Linked DNA regions of Zea mays: all the other regions are linked to region 2. A link is a contact called in public Hi-C data. All regions are on one chromosome and are shown on one strand. Each heading gives the region's core, a stretch centred on a gene start, on an enhancer-like site or on the middle of the called end of the contact. The rest is flanking DNA. Distances are from core to core; before and after follow the strand shown.

Region 1 (4,252 bases), core at 1,371-3,870, 280 kb after region 2:
GCTGGCTGACAGCCCTCATCTTGGATTTCTTCGCTGATTTCTTCGGGCTTCTTGAGTATTGGACTCCTATGCATCTTTTTATGTCTTCTTTTGAGGTGTTGCATCCTCATTGCCTTGGTCCAATTCTCTTCGTATCCTGTAAACTACAAACACAAACACTAGAAAACTTATTAGTTCACAGATTGTGTTGTTCATCAAACACCAAAACTCAAATAGCCAAATGGCCCGGGGTCCATTTTCCTTACACCAACCCTGGGCCTTGGCCCCAGCCTTGGCCTCAGAGGAGCCGCCGCCTCGCCCGACCTCAGGCTCGGATCAACCATGCCACGGGGGATGCATCATTACCCTAATCCTAGCAAGCTCAGGCTACAAAGGAACAAGACCGGCGTCCCATCCGGCTTACCCCGGTAAACGGCGATGGTGGTTTCCTGCATGCAACCATGACGTCGGTGGTTCTCAAGCCCCCTACGGAAGCAAGGAGACGTCAGCAGGATCCATACAGCACCGACAGCTGTACTGCTACAGGGCTCAAGGCACTCCTCCGACGGTTACGTTACTACCTCTACAGGACTTAAGACATCCCCCCGGTGGCCACGTTTTTATCTGTATAGGGCTCAGGGCACTCCCTTGCCAGCCACGTTAAGCTCCCAGCAACACCCCATTGTACAGCTGGGCATCTCCTTACGTCTATAAAAGGGGGTGTCCAGGGCCCCACGGGGAGGACGAGGACGGACAAGGAGAGGGGGAGAGGGACAGAGGGACGAGCATACGAACATACGTACGCACGGCAAAGGGACGGGAGAAGACGAGCAGGGGCTGGACCCTCTCTCTCTCTCTCGCTCTCGCTCTCTCCTACTCGCTCTCTCTCGCCCTCGCTCTCTCGCAACGCTTGTAACCCCTACTACGAGCACCCCGGTGCAGGATAATACAAGGCCCATTCCTCCACTTGTGTTCCATCCCGTGCCAACCCATCTGGGCAGGGGCACGCAGCGACAATTTTACTCGTCGGTCCAGGGACCCCCCGGGTCTGAGACGCCGACAATACCCAAACAGAAGAATCAAGCCAGACTCATCTATATGAGATACAGACACCCAATCATCCCTCATCACCTGTTGGTCAAGCAAAGTTGACTCGCAAAGAACTCAAAGCAAGAGGTGCTTGCTACTACTGCAAGAACGAAGGACATATTATTCGTCAATGCACTAAGACGCGACTTGACTGACTAGAGAAGAAGACTGCAAAGCAAGACCCCAAGCAATAATCCAGAAGACCAACCAATTTATAAGTACGATGCGGAGCGAAGAAACAATAAGTTCCTTAAGTTAGAAGAGTCTTTTGTGAACCAAGAACCTACAAATAACTATGTATCTCCTTTGCTTTCTTGCTAGCCTTCCTTAATCTCGAGGATGAGATTCTTTTTAGGGGTAGATTTTGTAACACCCTAAATCAGTCAACTGAAAATAACTCAGTTTATATTATTATTTTCCAGTAGAAATAAAAATATTTATGTTTAAAAATAATGAAATGTTGATATAATTGAACTGAATAATTTCTTAAATAGCCGAAGTATATATTTTGTCTGATTTGAATTTCAAGTCCAATTCTTGAATTTAATTGTGTGAGAAAAATATTATTTTAGAAAATAATAATGAATCGTTAAATTATTGTTTTTGGAATATGTATTTTGATAGATTTCATTTTAGTTAAATTATTCTCTATGTGTGAACCCCAATTTATTTAAAATAAAAAATTTAGCTTAAAAAAATAATCCTAAAAATTTAAGTTTTTAGTATTGTAAATATTATTTTGGGATTTATTATAGTTTTCAGTATATATATAAGTAAAAGAGGAAATTGAAAAAAAAAATCCGTCGTTCCAGCCAATGGAACTAGGGATGGCAACGGGGAATTCCCCGTCGGGTTTTAGCTCCCCAAACCCGTCCCCGCGACAAAAAAATTTCCCCGCGGGGATCCCTACGAACGCTTGCGGGGGATATTTCTTCCCCATCCCCGTTCCCCGCGGGGATAATTCCCCGTCGGGGATCCCCATCCCCGCTTAAATTATAATTAAATTGTACTTCATTTGTTATTAATGTAAAATATTGTCACTTATACACATTGTTAAATGTAAAATTCATTATGTGCACATTAAAATCAATGTATTTGTACAACGGGTGATCTCTTGATAAGGTAATTCTTTACTTTTATCATTAACTATTACATGAAAACATTGTCACATGTAAGTTTAACGGGTCCCCGCGGGGAACGGGGATGGGGAATGCTTCCCCATCCCCGTCCCCGTTTACCCGTCGGGGGAGAACTTTTCCCCATTTACATCCCCGTGGGGGAAGAAACTTTCCCATCCCCATCCCCTAATAGAGGAATTCCCCGCGGGGAATCGGGGATCGGGTCCCCATTGCCATCTCTAAATGGAACGCTTCTTCCTCTTCTCTATAGCGAGTGGGGCCCTTGTTTCACTTATTTCACTTGGCTTCCTGCACGCAACCGCTGGGACACTACTGCGTGAAATTCTCTGCTCGCGTTCCCAGGTGGTGGACGGACCATTGCCGCGCTGGACGGACGGTTTCCCTTCCTGTATCGCACCACTGTCACACGCCCGTTCATATCCCTTCCCCACTCTCGCGCCTTAAATACGCACTGAGCCACACCGATAGTGCGCCATTAATGCTGTCGTAAAGCTTTTCTCCTCACTCCAGCACCCTCTTCTCTCCGCCACTGCCGCGACCACTCCTCTTCTCCGCGACGACAGTTTCTCCTTGCCATTAATGGCATTTCGTGCGGACGTTTCTCTGCGGCAATCAAATTCGAGGCTGTGATTTCCTTCTACCAGCCTATAAATGGTGCCGACATTCATCCCTTTTCTCCGTGCTTGACCCTTGCTCAGCTGCTACTGCACTCGCCTCGCTTCTCTCCCTCCGTGCTCCGAGTTCCTTGCTGCTACTGTCGTGTCGTGCGCTGCAGGCCGCCATCCAAATTCTCTACACGCCAGCTTCTCTGCTCCGCTTGCATATGCCTCATCGTCGAGCGAGCTCTCGCTAGCGATCTTCTCCACGTCCACGACATTGTCCGAAGCACTCGACACCGTTCTCCCTACCGTGGTCGAGCCCCTCGTCGAGTTTCTCTACGCGGAAGCTCGCTCTCCTGCTGCTAGCTGCCATCGACGCACTGCTCACTCAACGCAGCAGCGCCACCTGTGTTGTGCATCACTATGCACCACCATGCCATCTTCTACGCCGTGCGTGAACCGTCTCTTGCCCCTGCTAACCGTGCTGCGCTCGCTGCTTGCTACATGCCGCGCACCTGCTCATTGTTGTGTGTCACTCTCAGTCGTCGCCTTGCTACTCGTTGTCGCGCCATCGCACCAGCAGTTGCGCCATCGTCGCGCCACGTCAAGCACCGTCATCAAAGTGTTGTCGTGTCCCCATTGATCCTTTGATTCGCTCTCTTCGTGTGCCATCCGAAGGCATAAGAAAGGTCCAATTTTTACACGCTATCCCATCGTCTATATTTAATTTTGAGCGAACCCCTGCGACAATTTTCTCTATTCTAAAATGTGTATGTGAGACTAAAATAAATTAACTATTAATTTGTTAATTTCATAAATTTTTGCTTAACATTTGAAACCAGTGTTTCCAATAATTGACATGTTTTCATAAATAAATTTGAATTATGTTTGCTGTAATCGATTTATGCGTATTCAATATCCGAATAAATTAAATAATATTTAGATAGTCGTGTTAGTGAGCTGATTAATTTGAATTGATAGTTGCAATGATTTACATGTTTTTTAAATTAATTTGTATTATGTTTGTTGTAATGTGTAGTTTTCAAATTAGAAAATTAAAAAGAATTATAGCCTTATGTTTTTGTCGGCGTTTCGACCCCGGGGGGTCCCTGGACCGACGAGTAAATTGTCGCTGCGTGTCCCTACTCAGATGGGTTGGCGCAGGATGGAACACAAGATGTGGGACAAGCCTTGTATTATCCTGCAGCAGGGATGCCGCTCGCAGTAGGGGTTACAAGCGTGTCGCGTGAGGGAGAGAGAGAGGGCTCGTACGCCGCTTCCCCTCGCGCGAACCCTCTGAACCCCTTTCAGGGTGGCCCTGGACTCCCCTTTTATAGAGGCAAGGAGAGAGTTCATGTGTACAACGGGGGCGTAGCTATGTGCTAACGTGTCCGGCAGTGGAGTGCCTAAGCCCTGTGTACATGCCAACGTGGCTGTCGGGGGAGA
Region 2 (3,898 bases), core at 390-2,889:
ACTAGCTGAAACTGAAGTCAAGGCCACATATGGGCAACTAGCAAAGATACTAAGTAGTCATGCTAAAACATAGATGAGTTTGTATGAAGAGGAATTCTAAGACCATGACACCCGCAACATGAAAAATAGCTGAACCATTAGACGTTCTGCAGCTAAGGCCCTGTTTGAATGCACTAAAACTAATAATTAGCTGCTAAAATTAACTAGAGACATCCAAACAACCCAGCTAATAGTTCAACTATTAGCTGCTTTTAGCTGGAGACAAACACCCCAGCTAATAGTCAGCTAACTATTAACTGCACCCTCAACTACCCATTAGTTCATTAGCTTGTTCAACCCAACTAAAATCAGCTATAGTTAGCCAGCTAATTTCACTAGCAATTTTTTAGCCAGCTCATTATTAGTTCTAGTGCATTCGAACAGGCCCTAAATACGGCCATAGATTAGTCTCTAACATCACATTATTATTTTAAAGATGGCAGAACCAATGCTGGACTGACTGTTGATCTTCTAGACTTCTACTGCTTTTTCAGTTCACTTTTCGCACTAATATGTTAGACTTCGCAATGTACTATACTACTATTAACAAATTGATCTTATTCGTCTTGAGCTTCAGACTGAAAGGTAGTAATACAGCAAGGTAGTAAAACAAATACCATTAGTGACCCGTGCAGCGAGTCCGAAATCAGCAAGCTTCACTTTCCCAGCCTTGGTAAGCAAAATATTCTCCGGCTTAACGTCCCTGTGCACAACACCCATCTCGTGGCAGTACTTGAGCACTGCCATGAGATCCTTGATCACAATGGCAGCACGCTGCTCGGAAAACTTCCCCTCCCTGGCGATCTCATCGAGCAACCTCCCCCCGCTGCAGAGCTCCATGACGAGGTAAAACTTGTCGGCATCCTCGAAGACGGCCCTGAGCGTGACGACGCCCGGGTGGCCCGAGAGGTGCTGCATGATCTCCACCTCGCGGTGCACCGTCTCCTCGCCGTTCTTGGGCAGCTCCTTGCAGGCGAACTCGTCGCCGCCGACCTTAGCGCGGCAGATCCGGACGGAGCCGAACTTGCCCTGGCCGATCTCGGCGCCGAGCTCGTACTCGCTCTCGAGCCGCTTCTTCCGCCCCATCCGAGTGGCGGAGTCGATGCAGCCCAGCTTGCGCTTCAGCCCACGCCCGGGGCTATCAGGCGCCGCCCGCCCGCTGGCGGGCGGCGCCGTCATCACCACGCCGCCGCGGGCGGAGGCGGAGCCCTCATCGGCGGAAGAGGGCTTCTTCTTCTCGGGCCGCGGCTTGGGCTCGCGGCAGGTGCGCTTGCGGGCGGCAGGCGCATCGTGGCGGGATCCGGCCATGGAGCACGCGGCGCGCGCGCCCTTGCGCTTACGCGGCAGCGAATCCATGAGGAAGGGATCGGAACCCTAGGCGGCGGTGGCGGCGGCGTGCTTGCGCCTCTTGCGTGTCATGGGTGTCGGGGACGGGGAGTGAGGCGTGCGGCACTGGATCCGGAAGGTTGGTGGTGCGAGATGGGAATGGGAGCGAGCCAGCGAGGGGCTCGAGGCGGGGAGGGGGCGTGAGGAAAAGGGAGTGAGTGAGATGAGGAGGAGGACGGTGGGGTGGAGGCGTGGAGGTGGGGTTTGGGCGTTTGGGGCCATTGGCCTGCCTGGTTCTCCTTTGGTTGGACTCGTCTAGTCGGCTCGGCTGGGCTGATCGGGATTCGGGAGGACCATCCGGGTGCAGGAATGGGAGTATGGGACCGGAAAAGTGGAGTATCTCCAGATTTTCAATCAACTCCTACTCATCGTCTATTTTAATAGAAAATTATATATATTATTAAAAGATTCACACTTTAGAAAAATAGCATTGAAAGGTTGCTCTGTTATTAATTTCTTATTATTAAAAGATTCACACTTTAGAAAAATAGCATTGAAAGGTTGCTCTGTTATTAATTTCTAGCATTTCCGTGAACTCAACGTTAACATCAGTGTCGCTAGAGATGACAACGGGTACAAACCCGCTGAGTTTTACCGTCCCAAACCCGTACCCGTGAAAAATATCTATGCCCATTAAAAAACTCGTACCCATGACGGGTTTGAGATTTTGCCCAAACCCGTACCCATCGGGTTAACGGGTACCCATGGGTTACCCGCGGGTTTCATCTCCAATATACTTGTTCTTCTCATAATCAATAAGTATCGTAATGATTAATGATATCATGATCCAAAATCTATGTAATGAACAACGAGTTCATGATTTGGTATAAAAATTATTAGTAGAGAGAATGAAATACAAATAATAAGTTGTATAATTAAGTGACCTTGCACTAAGTTATCCATCCACCACATATATAACGCTAGTAAAAACTATAATATCAAGCAAGCAACACTCTCACTGACTACTGATACATTCACCAATTGATAAAAAATATGAAGTAAATAAGGAATAACAAGTTTGTTGTTCGTTTATAAAATAAAATGACAATATGCACTAGATTTGGTCGGGTTTAAAAAACCCACGGGTTCACGGGTTTGGGTACTATAGGAACAAACCCGTACCCATAAACCCGCTGGGTACAGATTTATGCCCGTTAACAAACCCATGGGTATGAAAATTGACCCAAAACCGTACCCTAATGGGGTAAAAACCCATCGGGTTTCGGGTTTCGGGTACCCATTGCCATCTCTAAGTGTCGCACGAGAGCTTCATGCCTTCTCACTATGACATCTTGGTCCCACTCATCATCCCTACCCTCCAGCAGGTGTGGCATAAGGGGTATATCTCCTTCAAAGCAAGCAAGCATCAAGAGACACCAAGGGCGTGTTTGTGATTCTTTACTGCTCGACCCGCCCAACATGATCAGACTTGGTCTGGGTTGGTCTGCTTCTGCTGCAACTTACCGTGTTTATGTCCATGTATGAAATGAGTTCAGCCAAGACCAGATGATGTTTGCCATCCCTCAGTCACCTATCATCACGTGAAATTTTCCTGCCTTACACCACGAGCATACCACGAGTAGCCGAGCCCCGAAAAACGAACCCCAACGTCGTTTCCAGGGAGTCAGGCGGAGCCATCGTTTTTGTACACACGACTGTGCTCTTAAGTGGGCCAGGCACGCAAACACGCCCAATTACAGCTCAGGAGCGCAGCCAAGCTGCTGGACCACCGTCGCAAACACGCCCCAAAACTCCTCTCTTCTTACCTCATGCAACCACCAACCTCTTTTCCTCTCTCGGTGAGCATAGATTAGGAGTAAGCAGCACCCAATAGGCCACCTCCTACTTCCTTCTCTTCATACGAAGTAATTAAACTACCACACCAAAAAACTCTGCTCCTCCCTGCGCTCCTGTCGAGAGGCGTCGAGCTCTTCATGCCTCCGAGTGCAAGCAGTTGCACCCTCTTCTGCCGCATCTGCTGGAGGTTAGGGATGACGAGTGGGACCAAAGGGGCATAGGGAGAGGGAGGTGGCAGATAAGGTCTGAAGCTCTCGTGTGGCACTGATGTTAACGTTGAGTTTGCGGAAATGGTAGAAATCAACAACATAGCAACCTTTCAATACTATTTTTCTAAAGCTGGATCTTTTGATTGTATTTTTCTAAAGTGTGGATCTTTTTAATGGTATGGATCCAATTTTCCTCTATTTTAAACCTCTCTCTGCAAACAGTATCAAATAGTGTCATCTGCAGTTTTGTGTCCCCTATTTTACACACTACTAATGATAGTCTCACGGCTGATGACACTGTGCTCTTTTTTTACCACGGGAGGCCGAAGGGGGCGAGAAGCATCGCATGCGTTGGTAATACGGGCGGGACGGAACTACAGATGGAAAAAAACTCGAAGCTTGTGAGGCGGTTCAATCTTGGAGCCTCGAGCGAGCCGAGCCGAGTCAAGTTTTCGAGCTCGTTGGGG
Region 3 (4,308 bases), core at 1,678-4,177, 330 kb after region 2:
CACTTATAAGGGCGGGCCTCCCTCCTCTCTCAGCCTAGGTTTTGAGAGTGAGGTGTCCGTCTGAATAGGCTACCCACGAGCGCATGAACGCCCGACGTTGGCGATGGTGGGCTTTAGGCGGACTGGCCCAGTGGGTGCGTCACTCAAGTTTTGATCTAGTGGACCTCGTGGCCAGAAGAACTTGCAACATGGGAAGATGAAGCAACTATCGTCACTCGGTTTCCTCATGTCGCGGCTTGGGGACAAGCAGTCCCTCAAGGGAGGAAGAATGTCAAGGATATAAAAGAATCTGATGAAGATAACAGGCCTCGTCGTGGGGTGAAGCCCAACCCAAGAGTGAATGGGCCAGAATGGATCCACTAGGAGTCTCCAGCAGTGTTATTTTATTTTCGCTGAACTCGTGAGAGGGGGTTAAGAAGGGATAGAGAGGAACCTGGGAGGTGTGGAGAATAGAACCCTGTTGGCTGGTTGCGTCCAGATCTCCTGGCAGCTCTGCCGTTGTAAGTTCCACACAATTACTCTTATTCCAAGTGCTTCGTGAGAGGAAATCGTATGTCGGGAGCAGCATACCACCACCCCTAAATCAGTGTTCTTACAGGCTCCCTGCGCCTCCACAGTGTCGCCAGGGACCCTGCCTGCCTATATATGTGTATTGTTCCCGCAATCAATAATACACACAATCACATGGCAGTATATCCTCTATCATTATCCTCTTTTTATGAAGCATGTTCATACTTCTAACTCCAGCAGATATTGGATTGCTAATTCATACGAAGATAGATTCATATCTGGCCTTGAACCTGAAAATGTTGATAAGGTAAACTACCTTTGATTCATACACATCATGTATGGGCTGATTACCTTGAATCCTTGATTGCATTTTATTCCTTTAAACCTTATGATTCATATTTAACGAGGTTTGTGAATATATCACTTAATTATCACAGGAGTTTTTAAGGCTTTGGTTCAAGAACAACTGCAATCCATATGAAGACACGGTATATTTTCTTCATACAGTTGTTAGAATCACTTGTGAATTTTGTTCCATAATGATCCAACTCATCTTTTTTTTGTGTGAAAACTTACATGTACCCCAAAACATTCAGGTTCTGCCAGAAGCTCCAGAAGAGTTGGTTTGTGAGTTGGCCCGGCGGTATACATATCCAACGGGCCGTGCCGGGCCGGCCCGGCACGGGCACGGCTGGGCCCGGCACGAGGGGCGCCAGTCCAAGCCCGGCACGGTTCAGTGTTGTGCCGGGCCGGGTCGGCCCGCGGGCTGGCTGACGCAGTCCAGGCCCATCACGGTTATTCTTATACAGGCCGTGCCGGGTCGGAGGCACGACGGGCCTGTCGTGCCGGGTCGGGTCCGGACCCGTAAACACAAAAAAAACACTCTAAAATTCAGAATTTAAGGGTAATATTTAAATTTAGTTTAGATTCAATTAATTATATTTATAATTTTAGATACATACTTAGATAAAGAATTTCATATACACATAGAAACACATATAACAATTCAGAATACTCTTATATAATAACATATTATCAGTATTATAACTAAAAACAGACTGACAGTTACAAAATAAGTTTCTAAAACGGGCCGTTATCGTGCCTACCAAATAACCGTGTTGGGCCCGTGTCTGCACCGCGGGCCAGACGGCCAGCCCAAGCCCGGCACGGCTATCGGACCGGGCCGGCCCGGGCACGGTTCCGGTCGGGCCGGGCCATACTCGTGCCGGGCCACGACCGTGCCGGGTCACGGGCCCACTGCCGGGCCGGTCCATTTGGACATGTCTACCTGGCGGTATGTATCTCTATAAGTTTCTGTTGTTGTTTCTCACTTCAAAGCTCCCCCTTATCTTATCGCGTGTCCAACATAATTTATGCGCGTTCTGTACACGGAACTGTTGCAAGAATGTTTTTTTTATTCTAATTGAATAATGGTTTGGTTGAATACCCGCTGCCGCTACATTTTCCTGTTTGAAACATCACGAAGACGAAATTCGAGATCCCGGAAGCACAGGTATGCAGAAGGCTTTGTTTATGCTTCTAGTTTAGCAGACAAACAAATACTTACAATCAATGTTTTTTTTTTGTAAAATCCAGGAACCAATTCATGAAAGGATATCAAGGAATGTCGCTCAAGGCTTACGGGACCTATGATTGCTGATAGAGGATCCTGGGGCAGAGTTTGCTGTGGGGTGCATCTCTGGTACCAATATTCCCGTGAGAGTAGTAAGTAGTATGCGCGCATGCCATATGCGCGTCCTGTGAGGGTTGCCATTGCGTCTTGCTGAAGCAGAGGTATCCGCATTTCTTTACGATCTGTGATGTAATGTGGTAATAAACTCCAACTGGAGGTGGTTGTGTTTATGTGATTGTGAGCAACCGCCATGCGCCGCTGGTGAGATTTGCCGTGTTTGGAGCACGAGGGGAGATAAATTGAAAATTGAGTTTTTTAAGCTGGTGTCTTCGGTTTTGCTGGTGTGCTCATTTTTATCATTAGTCGTGTTTTTTGTTCAGTTTTGTTTTGTCCTTCTGTTCTATAGCACTAAAAGGGTAAAATTGAGTAAAAAAACACAACTAAGGATAAAAATAAGCACATCAGCGAAATTGAGGGCACCCTCTTAAAAAAACCTTTCAAGTGGTTTGAGTCGTGCAGCCATCACTCTGTCACGTACCTTTCTGAAATGGAACGTGTAAAATTGCAAATAACCAAGTTCATTATGTTTTAGCGTAATTGGGCTTTTCCTCTGTAGTATTTTTTTCTTCAAGAGGCTTCATCAGTACGCAACACTCCCAGTAGGCTCACTCTGATGTCCTTGTCTCCCGATTATACTAGTAAACAACACGGGTTCCCGTGGTCTCCTCAGAAGGCAACTATGACCCGGAACCCCTACAGTTGACTTGTCATGGCTTCGCGATCTGTGACTGTGATCTATACTATAAGGTGAACAAGATCTCTTTGTCTACTGTAGTTGCAGCACCAGCAGCAGCAGCAGAAGAGCAGCGCCTGAGCTCCAGCAATAATGGCCGAGAAGGGCGTGAAGGTGTTGGGGATGTGGGCGAGCCCCATGGTGATCAGGGTGGAGTGGGCGCTGCGGCTGAAGGGCGTCGAGTACGAGTACGTCGACGAGGACCTCGCCAACAAGAGCGCCGACCTGCTCCGCCACAACCCGGTGACCAAGAAGGTGCCCGTGCTCGTCCACGACGGCAAGCCGGTCGCGGAGTCCACCATCATCGTGGAGTACATCGACGAGGTCTGGAAGGGCGGCTACCCCATCATGCCGGGCGACCCCTACGAGCGCGCCCAGGCGAGGTTCTGGGCCAGGTTCGCGGAAGACAAGGTACGACGCGCGAACTGCGGTGCAGCCACATGATCTACTTACTGACGCAGGGCAGCCGGACGAGCCCCGCGACGACTGACTTCTCTGTACTCTACTCTAGTGCAACGCTGCTCTGTACCCGATCTTCACCGCGACCGGCGAGGCGCAGCGCAAGGCGGTGCACGAGGCCCAGCAGTGCCTCAAGACCCTGGAGACGGCCTTGGAGGGGAAGAAGTTCTTCGGCGGCGACGCCGTGGGCTACCTCGACATCGTCGTCGGGTGGTTCGCGCACTGGCTCCCCGTCATCGAGGAGGTGACCGGCGCCAGCGTCGTCACCCACGAGGAGCTGCCGCTGATGAAGGCCTGGTTCGGTCGGTTCCTCGCCCTTGACGTGGTGAAGGCGGCCCTGCCCGACAGGGACAGGCTCCTCGCCGCCAACAAGGCCCGCCGTGAGCAGCTCCTCTCCGCGTAGATATGGCTAGTAATTCTGGAGCAGCTAGTTTCACCGCCGACGCTCATATATTGCTGAATAAGGACTGGTTGCACTTTTGCACGTTGTGCAGTGCAGCCGAGGTTTGGATGACCTCTGCCCCTCTGTTCCATTTCAGAATGGTAGTCCCATAATAATGCATATACATCATGCATAACCTTCGTGGCACCGCACGGTGCGTCAAACTGTTGGCCTGTTGCCCAATCCCAGTAGCTGATTTTCTTCAGGCGTGCAAGGTAGCAACAGAAAGTAACACATAGAAACAGACATTTCTTCTTTTTTTTATATTCGTTCAGATTAGATCAGTCCTGTACTGGGATCGGCCCACAAAGTGCGCCGGTCCAGACTTACTGTCCGAACCGAACGTGGTACTGCCAAGGTACATCTACACACCATGCAGCACAGTATTGGCCAACGTCCACCGCCGAACAGAAGAGCACCCACACCAGAAGCGACAGCTGCAGGTGACGACGATTCAGGACGCTATCCACG

The links. Hi-C and Micro-C count contacts between places; a contact is called where the count stands out from the background.
Region 1: a Hi-C map of ear shows a contact between it and region 2, with 2.2 times the contacts expected there. The contact joins the enhancer-like site here to the promoter of LOC100217077 in region 2. A contact is called at or near these places in 2 of 25 Hi-C or Micro-C datasets (ear and tassel) and 1 of 3 datasets of contacts at active chromatin or transcription factors (leaf).
Region 3: a contact with region 2 is called in a Hi-C map of leaf, with 2.7 times the contacts expected there. The contact joins the promoter of LOC541845 here to the promoter of LOC100217077 in region 2. A contact is called at or near these places in 9 of 25 Hi-C or Micro-C datasets (bundle sheath, ear, leaf and 3 more) and 2 of 3 datasets of contacts at active chromatin or transcription factors (leaf and seedling).

The regions. Positions count from the first base shown.
Region 1 is chr7:133,760,626-133,764,877 of Zm-B73-REFERENCE-NAM-5.0, forward strand. No RefSeq gene overlaps it. Among protein-coding and RNA genes, the nearest start is that of LOC541845, 49 kb to the right of the region's middle. Within about 2 kb of position 2,621, at least 8 of the 20 cell types and tissues checked have an H3K27ac peak or open chromatin away from gene starts, as enhancers often do. A contact at or near this core is called in ear, where this site is marked.
Region 2 is chr7:133,484,488-133,488,385 of Zm-B73-REFERENCE-NAM-5.0, forward strand. LOC100217077 reads right to left here and starts at 1,640. Exons shown (of 3, transcript NM_001143447.1): 1 at 657-1,640. The coding sequence starts at 1,395.
Region 3 is chr7:133,808,481-133,812,788 of Zm-B73-REFERENCE-NAM-5.0, forward strand. LOC541845 (glutathione transferase23) reads left to right here and starts at 2,928. Exons shown (of 2, transcript NM_001111524.2): 1 at 2,928-3,347; 2 at 3,448-3,973. The coding sequence starts at 3,030. The coding sequence ends at 3,798. It overlaps LOC103632874 (purine permease 3), which reads right to left. Exons shown (of 2, transcript XM_008654590.4): 2 at 4,067-4,308.